2 separate regions of the Sus scrofa genome follow, and region 1 is linked to region 2. A link is a contact called in public HiChIP or PLAC-seq data. All regions are on one chromosome and are shown on one strand. The core of a region is the stretch at or near the end of the contact, and the rest is flanking DNA. Distances in the headings are between cores, read along the strand shown. Region 1 has its middle 51 kb from the start of VAPA. Region 2 holds the start of NAPG (gamma-soluble NSF attachment protein).

Region 1 (2,700 bases), core at 57-2,556, 230 kb before region 2:
GAAGGAGACAGTCATCCTTTTGGGTTCTCAGTGGGACTCCCTCAGATGACCAGTCCTTGCCAGGGTTCCTGCCCCTGTTTGCAGTCCCAGTAGAGCTGGGGGCAGGAGGAGGACGAGGCTGTGGCTTAGGCACCGGGTTTGGGGGCTGGCTTCCACGTCACTTGTACAAGCTCTCAACTTTGTTGTCTCTGCATCCCTCTGTCGTGGCAGCGGTCCCTAAGGCACTTCTTGAGTGTTCATAGGGAGCTGGGAACAGCAGCCACCACTCATGGCCAGTCCACATGGCACAGCCGCCACATCGACCTGCCCTTCTCGGTTATCTTGAAAAGTTAAGTCTCAGCAATGCATTCACACAGGCCAGGATCTAGTCTCCTTATTCAGCCACCTCCAGTCTACCAGATCTGTGGAGATCCCTAGTTTCTGCGGCATGGGTTGGAAAGTCAACAGGACGGTACATTCTCTGGTCACTTGGCAGTAGTGCCTCCAGGAGCAAAGGTGGAGGGAGTGTCCCTACCCTCACCATCCGGAGCAGTGGATGCCCAGGCCCACTCTGGGCCCGTGGACCTGGGGGCCTGTCCAGTGCCGTCCAAAGGGTGTCACTAGACATAACACGTTCAGTTATTTTGATAAACATTTGACCACTTGTGGAAAATATTTGGAGCTTTTTAGTGAAAGGAAGGTGCTAATTTCCAAACCAACACGTAGGCATTGTGGTAAAATCAGAAGTTCCTCTCTACATGTGTTTGCGAAGACATGACAATCTGGGACCCGCATGTTCCCTTCTCTCGATTTTTGGACGAGGCCTCCTTTCTGTGCCAAAGGACAGGCAGCCTCAGGTCAAGAGCAGGCTGGTTGCTCTCTTCTCTCGTTAGCTTAGATACTTAGATTTAAAACCCATCTCAAAAAAAAGGTAAATAAAAATAAAAGTTCTCTAGATCTCTACAATGCCATTCTTAATATGAGGAGGGGATTCGCTTCCATGGTTTTGTAGGAGGAAACTGATCCAGAAACACTCTCCTGAAGGGGTAGTTGGCCCACAGGCAGAGCCAGGCTCTTTTCACAGGTGACTGGCCTCCAGGGGGCAGTGGGGTCAGGCTGGGTTCCACGGGAGGGATGGAATAATGGCTTTTCTATGGATTTGGATGTTTGGTTTTAATTTGTCACCTCCAGCACCCTGTCCCTCAGACCCTTTCATTTTTTCTTGAAGTTAAATGATAACCACCTTTTCACTTCGGAAGTAGGGAACTGACAAGGCCGGCTGGCTCTCAGAATGAACTGTTGTAAAATTTGATGCTACCACCAGGTGGCAGCATGGTCTTAGGTCTTGAGGCTAGAACCTGAGCAATCCCAACTAGTTGGTTTATCATCTTGAGCAAATCAAACTACTATGTTTTTTATTCAGAGGGCAACTGCCAACTGAAGGAAGCATTTGTCTTGATTCTAAGGATAGGTGTGAAACGTCTCCCCTCTCCTTTAGAAGACAACAGATAGTTGATGTGATGTTTGTTTTTCAATGATAAAACAGGGATAATTATAGCAATGATGTGAGTAAACCCTTGTGATGTCTTTAATGAAAAGATACTATAGAATAATACCTTTAATTTCAATCATTTCAATGCTTTCGTTGTCAGCAGTAATTTTTTATAATGTCTTATAATTGCATCTGGTGCTATGTTTATCTGTATCCAATCCTTCACTCAAAAGTTAAACAACTTTTTTTTTTTGCTTTTTTAGGGCCACACCCATGGCATATGGATGTTCCCAGGCTAGAGGCCGAATCAGAGCTATAGCTGCTGGCCTACACCAAAGCCACAGCAACATGGGATCTCTGTCCTCAGAAGTGCAAGCCTGACACACCGAGCAGGTGGGCAGAGGTGGGAGCGCCTCCGGGTAATGAGATCTGGTCCTGAAGGATGGTTTCCCCACTGTGATGAGAGGGGCATTTCGCCCCAGACCAAGAATTCTTCCCGAGCAGCTCTGGAAGCCACCTGGAAGGGACCGCAGAGGGTGGGGGCCACTGGGAATGGCTGCTTCTCATTAGGCTGTGCAGAGAGCCCTGGGTGGAGTTCATTAGCCCCATTAGATGGTTTATCCTCAGAATGAGTGAATAGACTTCCCCGACCTATCTCAATGGAAAGGAATGATGCCTCTGGACACTTTCAATTAAAAAAATCTGATTTTGACTTTGGGGGACTAGTTTTAGGTTTACTCCTTTGCATAACATTTCTAATGATGTTCTTTGACTTCTAAGAAGACATTTTGTAATGACCATAAAGATTAAAACAATTTTTGTGTTTTCCAAACCATGTTCCACAAATTCAGCCTGGAAGCATCTGTGAAAAGCAAACAAACAAACTGCCACACAGACTTTTAGAGAAAAAAAATGTTATTTTTAAGATATTTACTGCTCCAAACAAATAAAAGCATTTTGGGAATCCCAGCAAGCCTTGTGGTGGGTTTTTACAAAGTGAGGATAGCCGATTTCCCATGAAATTGGCACGGCTGTGGCAGCAGCCCTGCCTTCCCCGTGTCACTCTCCCTCTGCACCCAGAGACCCTGCTGTTACTGGGGAGCGTTTATACCCCTAAAACATTTCTTTGGGGGGCAGAAGTAAGTAGGAGACTGCTGGAAACTTCCAGGACATTTTCCTTTCTTACTTTCACTTCCATTACCTTTTCCCTGGTGGTGGTTTCCAGACTG
Region 2 (2,700 bases), core at 98-2,597:
GAGCAGGTGCAGGCAGGTTTGATTCCTCCCTTCTCCCATGAGACCCTGTAAGGGAGGAAAAAGTTCTCCTCAACCCTCTTAGGCCCCTGGCTGGGTCTGAACATGAAAGTGACAGACAGATTAATAGGAGGAAAGACTACAGATTCACTGAACAGAAGTTTTAGGTGATGTGGGAGCCTTAATAAAGAAATTATGACTGAAGGACCAGTTAGACTGTGGATTTTCTGCTGGGTTCCATGTGCCAAGGTGCCGTATTTGGGGACAGCGTTTCCCGAACCCCATATACCCTATGTGAGAGATGAGCTACCTGTACCTGGAGGACAGGAACACTCTGAAGACAGAGGTGCTGAAGGTGGTGAGAACAAAGGCCTTGCTAGTTTCCACAGGTCACTGTGCTGGGCTCCTGCCCTTGTCCCATCGTGTTTTCCCAGGACTTTCCAGCCTTTAGCACAGCAAGCATAAAAACACAGGAGTAACCACTTTTGCGGGTCTTCATTTCCTTATAAAGGCTCTCGTGTCGCACAAAACCTCTGTTAAATAAATGTGTGCTTTTCCCCCTGTTCCTCCATCTTGCCCAGTCTAGTTTACAGAGTCACACCTAGAGGGCCCAAGATGGTCCAGGAAGAGATTTCGCCCTTGGATGACTGGTCCAGTGAAATGCAGTTCAGGAACTTAGCTGCACCAGGGCCTCCTTGACATGTATGAGCACAGATTCCAGGGACGGGTCACGTTAGCATGTTGCTGCTTTGTTTTTCTCCAACCACTTTCAATTGCTCAGAGCAGTTCCAGTCCGTAGAGAACAGGGGCTTTTCCATACAAGGAGAAAGGAAGAGGGCCAGGGAGGCTGATGCACACGCAGAAGAGTAGTTACAATGATGGAACATGGAGCTTATAATGGGTAAACAGGGAGGTGTGAACAGGAGCAGAGGCCAGGAAGAGGTGGGAGTTCTGCTGAAGGTGAAAAATTATCAGAGCTAGAAGACAGCAAGAAATAAAGTGTCTGCTTGAAAGTGATGCGTCGGGGGCACAGTCACTAGTAATTAGTTACCCATGACTGGTAAGGTCGAGGGTGTGATCCTGGGGATGAGAGTATGAGCTAGTTGGGTGGAGACCAAGGAGCTGCAATGCTATCGCAGAATCACCTTGCAGGTGTTGAAACCCCACGAAATGTGAGTCGGACACGGAGTTACTGTTATTTCTGCCAGACCCTTGCTGGCGAACCTCGCTCCCGAACGTCACGGAGTGCTCACTTCTGAGCATCTGTCAGGGGTTACCTGACGGTGACCGACAGGCGGTAGGGGCGCACATGTAGTAAAAAATAAACGAGTCTATGCGGTCACGGATCGCAGTGCCAATGCGCTTTCAAGGGAGCGGGAAGCGAGATCCACGAGGGCCGGACTCGGTCTCTCGTTCTCCCTGGCGACCTGCCGGCACTAGGACAGTGTCTGACGCATAGTAGGTGTTCGACAAACCGGTGCTTGACGAACGAATGAATGAGAGAACCTCCCTCACTACCCACCACTGCTGCGCATGGAGACAAGCTAGCGGCCAGCTCGGGCGCTCTGCGCCTGCGCGGCGTTTCCTGCGCGGCTCCCGGGCCGCTTCGCCGCACTTGGTTTGAGCCCTGCAGGCCCCGGTGGAGCGGCAGCGGCGCCGTCCCGGCCTCCTCCTCGGCGTTCCCACGCCCACTCGGCGGGCTCTCGGCCTCCACGTCAGGGCCGCACCGCGGAGATGGCGGCGCAGAAGATAAACGAGGGACTGGAGCACCTCGCCAAAGCAGAGAAATAGTGAGTGAGAGGCCCAGCGCGGCCCAGGCCGGACGCCGGGGCCGGGCCCCTCCGAGAGCTGTCCGAGTTAGCATCGCGCGGGGGGCGCAGGGGCGGGCGAGCGGGGCTTGGGGGGGTGGGCGCTGGCCCGGAAGCGCTACCGTCGACCCGGAAGTTGTCGCGGCTCGGGTGATGGGGGCAGTGGGGGCTCTTTGGTACCCCGGAGCCCGGCAGTCTGGGGGCTCCCCCCACCTAGGCCGGTAGCCCCTCTTTTTCCTCAGTTAAGGTGTCCCCTGGTCCCTTGGAAGCTGGCAGAGTCGTAAGCAGGTCGTCACTAACTGAAGTTTAGAATTAAAGATGATGTTCATTGGGCAATTTGTAAGCACACCTAAGCTTGACAGTCACTAAACTGTAAGCCTGAAATTATTCTGAAATTAAAGTATTGCAGAAAGGGCAGGTTAGATAAGGATTCAATCGGATTGTACTTTGGTGTGGCGTTTGAGATGCCAAGTAATCCTGGAATCCTGGAAAGCAGCTTCTGTCTTCCAGTCGTCCTCGTCTTTCAGGTGGTCCTTCCTGTCCCCTGGTGGCTCATTGGAGTCTTTCTTGCTGACTCCCTCTGTCTCCCTGAGTGTCTTTTCTGTAGTCTTTCTGGCCTTTCTCTGCAGTCTTCCTGGCTTTTCTCTGCAGTCTTCCTAGAGAAACTTATGGGGCCCTTGGTGTGGCATCTGCTGATGACTCCTCGGTCATTCTCTGGCCTCTCCTGTGCTGCAGTCTCACAGGTCCCACTGCTTACTTATGTGCTTCAGCCCTTCTCAAGCTTTAATACTTCTCAGGGCTTTTTACACCCTGGATTGCCGCCGCTATTCCAGAGTGTCTGGTTCGGTAGAGCTGGGGCTCGCTCAGTGACTTACACTTTCTTGTACGCTGCCAG

The links. HiChIP or PLAC-seq counts read pairs in DNA pulled down with a chosen protein or histone mark.
Region 1: an H3K27ac HiChIP or PLAC-seq map of alveolar macrophages shows a contact between it and region 2, with 8 times the contacts expected there. The contact joins the enhancer-like site here to the promoter of NAPG in region 2. A contact is called at or near these places in 4 of 5 promoter capture datasets (fetal liver, fetal skeletal muscle and liver), 29 of 47 Hi-C or Micro-C datasets (adipocytes, adipose tissue, alveolar macrophages and 18 more) and 2 of 2 datasets of contacts at active chromatin or transcription factors (alveolar macrophages and skeletal muscle).

What each region holds. Positions count from the first base shown.
Region 1 is chr6:98,202,282-98,204,981 of Sscrofa11.1, reverse strand. No RefSeq gene overlaps it. Among named protein-coding and RNA genes, the nearest start is that of VAPA, 51 kb to the left of the region's middle. Within about 2 kb of position 1,306, at least 4 of the 83 cell types and tissues checked have an H3K27ac peak or open chromatin away from gene starts, as enhancers often do. A contact at or near this core is called in alveolar macrophages, where this site is marked.
Region 2 is chr6:97,973,621-97,976,320 of Sscrofa11.1, reverse strand. It overlaps NAPG (gamma-soluble NSF attachment protein), which reads left to right and starts at 1,347. Exons shown (of 12, transcript XM_021096051.1): 1 at 1,347-1,787. The coding sequence starts at 1,732. It overlaps LOC106508392 (a long non-coding RNA gene), which reads right to left and starts at 1,554. Exons shown (of 3, transcript XR_002344996.1): 1 at 314-1,554.